Regions from separate parts of the Hordeum vulgare genome. Here all the other regions are linked to region 3. Evidence: chromatin contacts called from public Hi-C data. All regions are on one chromosome and are shown on one strand. Each heading gives the region's core, a stretch centred on a gene start, on an enhancer-like site or on the middle of the called end of the contact. The rest is flanking DNA. Distances are from core to core; before and after follow the strand shown.

Evidence for each region. Hi-C and Micro-C count contacts between places; a contact is called where the count stands out from the background.
Region 1: a Hi-C map of seedling shows a contact between it and region 3, with 5 times the contacts expected there. The contact joins the promoter of LOC123406175 here to the promoter of LOC123401461 in region 3. A contact is called at or near these places in 2 of 6 Hi-C or Micro-C datasets (leaf and seedling) and 1 of 1 datasets of contacts at active chromatin or transcription factors (embryo).
Region 2: a contact with region 3 is called in a Hi-C map of leaf, with 5 times the contacts expected there. The contact joins the promoter of LOC123406176 here to the promoter of LOC123401461 in region 3. A contact is called at or near these places in 1 of 6 Hi-C or Micro-C datasets (leaf) and 1 of 1 datasets of contacts at active chromatin or transcription factors (embryo).

Annotation. Positions count from the first base shown.
Region 1 is chr6H:401,465,225-401,467,924 of MorexV3_pseudomolecules_assembly, forward strand. It overlaps LOC123406175 (mediator of RNA polymerase II transcription subunit 15a-like), which reads right to left and starts at 1,451. Exons shown (of 3, transcript XR_006612025.1): 1 at 957-1,451.
Region 2 is chr6H:401,508,456-401,511,155 of MorexV3_pseudomolecules_assembly, forward strand. It overlaps LOC123406176 (embryogenesis-associated protein EMB8), which reads right to left and starts at 1,285. Exons shown (of 9, transcript XM_045099652.1): 1 at 778-1,285. The coding sequence starts at 1,203.
Region 3 is chr6H:401,657,356-401,660,055 of MorexV3_pseudomolecules_assembly, forward strand. LOC123401461 (ATP-dependent zinc metalloprotease FTSH 7, chloroplastic) reads left to right here and starts at 1,308. Exons shown (of 13, transcript XM_045095286.1): 1 at 1,308-2,329. The coding sequence starts at 1,487.

The sequences.
Region 1 (2,700 bases), core at 201-2,700, 190 kb before region 3:
GATATGAATAGAAAATACAAATCAAAATAGTGACAAAAAAGATTAAAAATATACTTGCTCAATTCCATATTCCGCATATAACTTTTTGGGTTATATTCTGGAATGTAGTGTGTGTAAGGGCTCTGAGGCCACTCGGGGCGAAAATACATCTACTGCGATCCAAATTAATTGTCACAACTGCCACAAATAATTTGGATCAGAGGGAGTACGACATTTGGAAACGGTTATGCTCTATTTCTAACCCATAAACCTTGTATGACCTCCATAACTAAAAATAAATAAAATGTGCTCTGCCCCGAGTTGCCACCAAGATAGGTTATATTACCTGGCTGGTCGCTGCAGCATACATCTTCTCTTCGAATCGCACAACGATGATTTGAAGCTTGTTCAGCCCCTCTGGCACCAAAACTGGCAGATGCTTCTTCAGAGATTCCATTTTGCGCGTATGATGCAAAATGTGAATAACTTTGTTGGCATGCATTGCTTTCAACGGCGTGGAGTAAGGTGGAACGAGCGGGAAGAGCAGCCGGTTGAGGTAGATCTCCAATCCCCAATCAATCATATGCTCGCTCCATTCCTATGGGCAAGGCGTAATTTTCGACGTTGCTAAGACCAAGGAGGTGCTGCGGGGATCGATTTGATCATGGCGTGTGATCGTGTGAGGAGTATATATCCACTTGGGGAAGCATGCATGCTGCGTACGAGGAACTCTAGTTTCAGAACAAAATTGTATCCCGACACAGTACTAATTCTAATGTAGCATGGTTTCCCCTAGGAGATCAAAAGCTGTGACATGTGTGTCATGCTACTGAATTGCTGTGCGCAATGAAAAAATTTGCACCTCTTGGTGAGTAAACTTGCGCTAAATTGTTCAGACATAACTCAATGCTAGTTAAATGAAGTACTGTAATTATTAGGCTGGACTGAAAGCAGAGCAGGTGCAGTAGGAAGTTGACCTTTTGCTGCCGCTAAGGAGGATATATGGCTAGATCGAAGCTCTATCGGATGGATCGACGAGGAAATCGACCCGCAAACACGCGGGAAATTCCCTGGGGAGACCGAAAGCAGACGCGGAAGAAGGATCGAATGAATATGGATTAGATGAAGGGGAAAGCAGAGTAGATCGGCGAGAGTCCCTACATACATCTTGTTGACGACCCTGCTGCGCGCCTCGGGCTGGAGCTCGGCGCGCCAGTCGCCTCCGGCGGGCGGAGGGGCGTTCAGGTTAACGCCGCCGCTCCAGCTTGCGTCCATGGTTGGTGGTTCGTGCATGTTGGTCCTTGTCGGATCTCGAAGGGGATGGGGCCGGCGGCGAGCGCGTGGGGCGGGGCGGGGGCGGGGGCGGCACCGAGCGACGTCGGGAGCGGCGGCGAGCGCGCAGGGGCGGGGGCGGCACCGAGCGACGTCGGGAGCGGTTCCAGCATAGGGGAGGGTTACAGTAGCATTTCTCGTTAGCGAGGGGGAGCGGTTTTTGGATCCTTGGCAAAATTAGTTATAGCCCTGCCGGGCAAGGCTAGGTGTTTGGAACTGTTAAAATATTCTAGTTTTCGTGGGCGAGCTACCTTGGGTGGGCTAGGAAATCCTTGCTAGCTCAGGAGAGCCAAATCGGCTCGCTTCGACGGCAAACTTCTCGTGCGAGAAAACCGGTGACTCAATCATGCGAACGGTTTTTTTGTTTGACAAAGGTGGGTAAAGCAAATCAACCAAACTGGTTGACGAGGCAAGGCTGGCAAAATGTAAGCTGGTTAGATGGGCTATCCGATCTATTACCTAGCTACGCAACATAACCAAACGCACCCTAAAGTAGTTGGCGGGCGCGCGGCCACGCGCCGGAGCGCGAGGGCTCCTGGCGGCCGTCCCCCGCGCCGCCGATGCATCGACGGCCGCACCACCCGCACGAGGACCACGCGCGGGACGTAGACCCTCCGCCGCGCCACCGCTCTCCGCCACGTACGCATGCCAAAGCCGCCGCACAACGCGTCGGCGAAGTCGCGCGTGTGAGCGAGCCTCCCACCCTCCCTCCCTCCCTCTTCCAGGCCCAATCGACTTTGACCCGGCCACCATATCTGTCGCCATTAACCATACGTCAAATCCCGCGACAGCTCATCCTTAATCGCTGCTCGTGAGCTATGGAGGACGCGGACGTGTCGGCGCCCAAGCCATCCGAACCGCAGGTCCGGTCTGGCACGCTTATCACACACGGGGTTGCGTTCGTTTTGCTTGCATGTACGGTAATCTCATTAGATGCTCTTACGGTCCCTAGTACGGAGTTAACTGTAGCGAGTTAAGACAGGGTTTGGTTTGGACCTGTAGCTTTGCCTGCAGAAGGCGCCCACAAGGATCGAGCCTCCCGTTACGTACTGTACTGACATAGGTGCGCCCCGATGACTCAACGTATATACTCAGCCTGCCTGGCCGACCGGATCACGAGCGAACGCTTACCAAAACTTGACAACAGGGTTGGATCGACAAAAAAGAAACGTCAGCTAGGTTGTTATTTGCAGATGGGACGTCATTGTTCTTGAGCAAAGGAACACCTTACACGAGCAGCGGTCACTGCGTCCGGGGCGACTCATTCGCCGCTTTGCCCCTTGTACTACCTATATAAGCGGATTAATAGTCCAACTGATCGAGTGTAGGATCCGGCGTTAAGCAACTCTGTCCACAGATAAAACTGGATAACGTCACAAGCACAAGACC
Region 2 (2,700 bases), core at 35-2,534, 150 kb before region 3:
TTATGGGTTTCAGCTCTAGCCTACTCCAACTTGTTTGGGACTAAAGGCTTTGTTGTTGTTGTTGTTGTTGTTGTTGTTGTAATCCGCCCAACACCTGAATAGTTAATGATGTCATACTAATATGGCCATGATGAATAATGTCACTAGCAGATTAAGAAATAGAACTGGCACAACACATACAGGGAAACTTCGCACGCAGGAAGTAAAAATGAAAAATCCAGCAGAGATTTCCAAGGTGAAGAGTTTTTTCCCTGATTAGATCATTGTGAGGAACAAAGGTCAAACATTTGCAATCATGATATTCATATGTGTTGCATGGTTCATCAGGTATTTGTTGCCTGACCTGTCATCTCTGTAAGTATATATATGCCCACTGCATAAATGTTTAGCCATGGTACTACTTGGAATATCATATGCAGTTGGAATCAAACTATATTTCATTCTGCATGTGCTCCGGTAGACACCCCTATTTCACCTAAGATCTCTTCACCCGACTACATGAATCTATTTACGAATTGAACTTCCGGATGTAAAATCTCAGGAGTGCACTACTCAACGCACAATTAATCCTCCTACACAGAAATGAGAGATCATCCCCGAACTAATCAAAACTGGCATCACATCCTCCCATTTCTACACAGGCAAATTACACACGGTTTTCGACCACAAGGCGAAAGTCAAAATGTCACCGGCAGTGGCATCCATGACGCTAAACAAAATGTCACGCTTTGTTTGTGTCCTCTTTGCAACACTAGGAGAAGGAAAGCGACGCCATACCAGAAGGATTAGCACAGGTGCATCTCCGGGCAACGTGCGGTCGTCGCCGGAGACCCAGTCGAGGGCGACGGCTCCGTCGTCCGGGGTGCGCAGGCACTCGCGCCGGAATGCCACGGCGGGGAGCGAGCGCGTGAAGGCCGCGAAGATGGTCTCGACGTGGCGGTTGGATGCGAAGACGGGGAAGGCGCGGTACGGGCGGCGGAGGCTTTCGAAGCCCGCGAGGAGGCCGCGCCGCGCGCCGGCGATCTCGAGGCTCGAGTGCGGGAGGAGAGGCTGCTCCCCGTCGGCGCAGTCCCGGTCGCGGCTTCGGGAGGAGACGACGGAGGAGGAGAGCGACATGGTGGTTGGTAGGAGTAGGTAGCGGAGGCGAGGGGCGTAGCGGCGGGCGGTGCCGGCGAATGGGGATGGCGCTTGTATCGCGGCCATCAGATTCGCGCCTGCAGTGTGCACTCGGGTTTGGAATACGCCTTCTCGCTTGTCTGGACAGCTAGGAACCCAGGAACCAGTAAGAATTGTGGTTGGCTCGTTGACACGTGGGGAAAAGGAGGATCGAGGAGTTACCTTTTTTTTAATCAAAAAAATAGTCATGGCAGCAGAAAGAACACAAAAATAACATCAAAGATCACCTAGTAGCAAGAGTAAGGCCTTTTGGATCCGACCTTCATGGATGCCGAATTTTTTAAAAAATTCAAAATTAAAACTTTACTGTTTAAAAAAATCCTGAAAAAACTATGCATGTACATAAGAATGTAATGTACTCCCTCCGTACCACAATATTTGTTGTTGGAGAGAACTAGTCTAGTTTTCCCTAACAACAAATATTTAGGAACAGAGGGAGTACGTGTGTGTAAAAATTTACAATGAAATACCATGAATTACAACGTGTACGAAAAAGACAAATTTAAGACCTCGGTTGATGAACAGTATCATGTATATCTCCCCTAATAATAAAGCGTGGAGCGCTTCTGCCGTCCGTCGCTGGCGTTTTTACAGAAAAGTCCTTCTGTTCCTTCGAAATCAACCCGCGGTCCTATAGTAAGTGGAAAAAACGTTTCGTTGTTTTTGTAAAAAAGCCCCTGGGCAGAGTCGCTCCCCTCCCATGACCAAGCTCTACCACTCCGGCGCATCTCGCCTGCGCAGCGGATGCTCCCCTTCTCATCCTCCCTCGTCGCCGTCCGTGTGCGTCCTCCGGGCGAAGCCCCCGCACAGATCCGACAACGGCGGGCCCTTTGGTGCGTAGGAGCAGCTCAGATGCGACCATTTCATCAAGTTTTTCTCTGTCGACCCTCTTGCAGATCGCGGCGACGTCCGCTCCGGGCGAAGCCCCCGCACAGATCCGACAACGGCGGGCCCTCTGGTGCGTAGGAGCAGCTCGGATGCGAGCATTCCGTCAAGTTTTTCTGTGTCGACCCTCTTGCAGATCACGGCGACGTCCGGTGTTTCCTACTGAACTTTGGTGGAGAACGACGCGTTCTGGTTCTCGGCATCGAACCAACAGAGAAACAAGTCCTTGCGCCTGTGGAGACCATGGGCAGGTATGCCATCTTCATCGGTCATCAAAAGTGCCTGGTTGTTGATGCCGCCAAGTTCCCATCCGTTCAGGCAGACTGCGTCTACCACACTCTAGATTTTGGTAAATTTGCTTCTATCTGGAAGCACAGCATCAGTGATGGGAAAGACGAGAGGGTGTTTGATGCCATCGATTTCGTCAAGGAGGACAAGCGGTTTGTCCATGTCGGTGCCCGTCCTTTCACCATCATCCAGCTTCTCTCGAGCCACACCATCAATCTCAGCGATTCTAAACTGGCATCAAAACAAAGCTCATAAGGTGCCGACAAATCTAGCTCTGTCTTTTGGGATAGTGATTTCAATAACCGACAATGCTATGTCTTTTGTTTTGCCTTAATTTGTTCCGGACAAAAC
Region 3 (2,700 bases), core at 58-2,557:
TGAGTTTTCCTATTTTTTTAATCAAGTCCAACACGGACATGATTTGGGTGCGGCCGCACGGTAGACGCACGCACGACCCAACGGACAGAGGTGGACGTGGGCGAACCCATTGCCGTTTTAAAGGAACAAAATCCGGCCAAACCGGACGTCCGTTTAGGATCGTGCGGTGGAGTTGGCCTAATGCTCTCCCGTGCACTTACCTAGTAAGCCCAAAAAACCAGTATAATTAGATTGTAAATTTAGTCACGGTTACTATTTACACATGTTTCCAGCGTTTTACAATTTTGCTTACTGACTATACTTGTTTGCAGTTATTCCGTTATAGGAGTAGTACCCCCTCCATTATGAAATAAGTGTCTCAATCTAAATATTTGTTTACTTAAGTTAATACTATAAAATTAAGACATTTATTTTAAAACAGACAAAATACTTCTTTATCTTACTCACAAAGAATGTGTATGTTTGCTAAAAAAATCCATACAAAATTGAGTGCAGCGTTTCGGTGCTCAGACACATCCGCACCCGGTTAAAAATATATCAAATCAAGTACTAAAAAAATTAAAATATTTCTAATTTTTTTTCTTGATAGATACTTTGATGCATGAGGTCCATTCCAATTTTTATATCATTTAAACATCTAAACAACTCTCGGCAAAAAAAAACGAATCAAAATAATGCATGAACAATACACTTTTTTAGTGATTCTAAATTTATCTTTTTTACCGAAAGCTGTTTAGATGTTCAAATGATTCAAAAATTACAACGGACCTCACACATAAAAGTTATCGACCGTTTTTTTGAATTTTTTAGCATTTATATTGATTTTTTTATTCTGCACGAGTGGAGATAAGTGTGGGCTAAAAAATGGATTTTGACACAAAATTAGCAAACCATTTGTTTTTCCTCCTCTGCCGTAGAAGATATGCTCCCAAATTCGGCAGTCGTTCATCGTTTATGTGGACACGGGCAGCTCGTCGTCCTGCACCATCCGACGCGCCAAATATCTGGAGTAACCCCACCTTCTGACTCACGCCCCCTGCTCCCACTGACAAGGAGGAGCTATCCCGTTAACCCCCCTCCCTCTCCGCCGGCCGCGTGCCATATCTCCACGGAACGGATAAGCCACAGAAACCCAAGAAACGCCGCAGCTTTCCACTGAAAGCGGGCCCAAGGAAACGCGGCCCATGAACGGGGCCCACGCGTCAGTGAGCAATGCGCCGCGTACCCCTCGGTGACCGTAGGTATTTTACCCGAACCGGATTAACAGCCCGGCGTGACGGCGAGATACGCAGGCGCAGCCAACCAAGGGCGACACCCTTCCCTCCCCCGTCTCGGTTCGTCTCGTCCTCTGCCTTCGTCTGTTCCTCATCTCCCCGCCTCACTCCGCCCCCTCCCCCCATCGATTCCTCCACGCGAGGTCCTCGGGCTGCCCCCGTCCCCCCGGTCGCGAATCTAGGGTTCGGGGCGCGCCTCCCCTCCCTCTCCCATGGCCTCCGCCGCCGCCGAAACCCTTGTCTCGCTCCCCGTCGTGCCCCCCTCCCGGTCGCTCCTCCGCCCCCTCCGCAGGCGACCTGCTTACAGAGGCAGCGCCGCGTCGGTCCGCCTATCCGCGGTGCCGCCCCGGGGCCTTGGGTTCGCCCTCATCCATCGCCGCATTCGCTGCCCGCCGGCGGCGCGCGCCAACGTCGAGCGCGACGGCGACGGCGCCTCCGGGTCGGGAGAGGCCTCGTCCACCGGGGACGGCGACCGCGACGCGGCGGCGGAGCAAGGAGGTGATAGCGCGGGCACGAGCACCACCACCGCGGCCGCGACGCCGCCCTCGCCGCCCTCTTCGTCCAAGAGGGGGGAGAACAAGTGGCGCCGGCGGGTGGTCAAGGGCGGCGGTGTTGGCCGATGGTTCTGGGAGCCCATAGTGCAGGGCCGGGAGATGGGGTTCCTCCTGCTACAGCTCGGGTTTGCCATATTCGCCCTCCGCATGCTGCGGCCGGAGATCACGTTGCCTGGCTCGGAGCCCAGGCCACAGACCACTTACATCAGCGTCCCCTACAGCGACTTCCTGGCGAGCATTGATAAGGACCAGGTGAAAAAGGTTGAGGTGGATGGGGTGCACGTTATGTTCCGGCTCCGTCCCGAGGTTGAGGCCAGTGTGGTGGAGCAGCCACAAACACAAACAGATGGTGTTGCTGATAATGCTGCCATTTCAAGGAGAATCGTCTTCACAACGACACGCCCAGTGGACATTAAGACTCCATATGAGAAGATGGTGGAGAATAGTGTTGAGTTTGGGTCGCCAGATAGGAGGTCCGGTGGCATGCTCAATTCAGCCTTGGTAAGGAACTTCAGCTGAAAGTTTTCTGTGTTTTACATGCTTGACTATTTTGGTTTGAAAATTGTTGCAGTAATAGCATTTTAGACCATTAGTGACATGTCAATAGGGAACAGGGGAAATATGACATATGGTGACGGAGATTGTGTTTAGTTTAGAAAAGGAGGAATAATTTGTAATGTTATTTCCCTTAGTATGGTTTGTTTCAGCAATCTAGATTTTATATACGCTAACTAGCTACATGTGATGTACTTACAATGAAGGAGGAAAGAAAGATCGGTGTTTGTTATGTGTCAACACGCAAGAGACTAGAATCCATTTTTTTTTGTTCTTCTTGAAACAAAAGCAGAACATTTGCTCACTTCTCCCAGCGG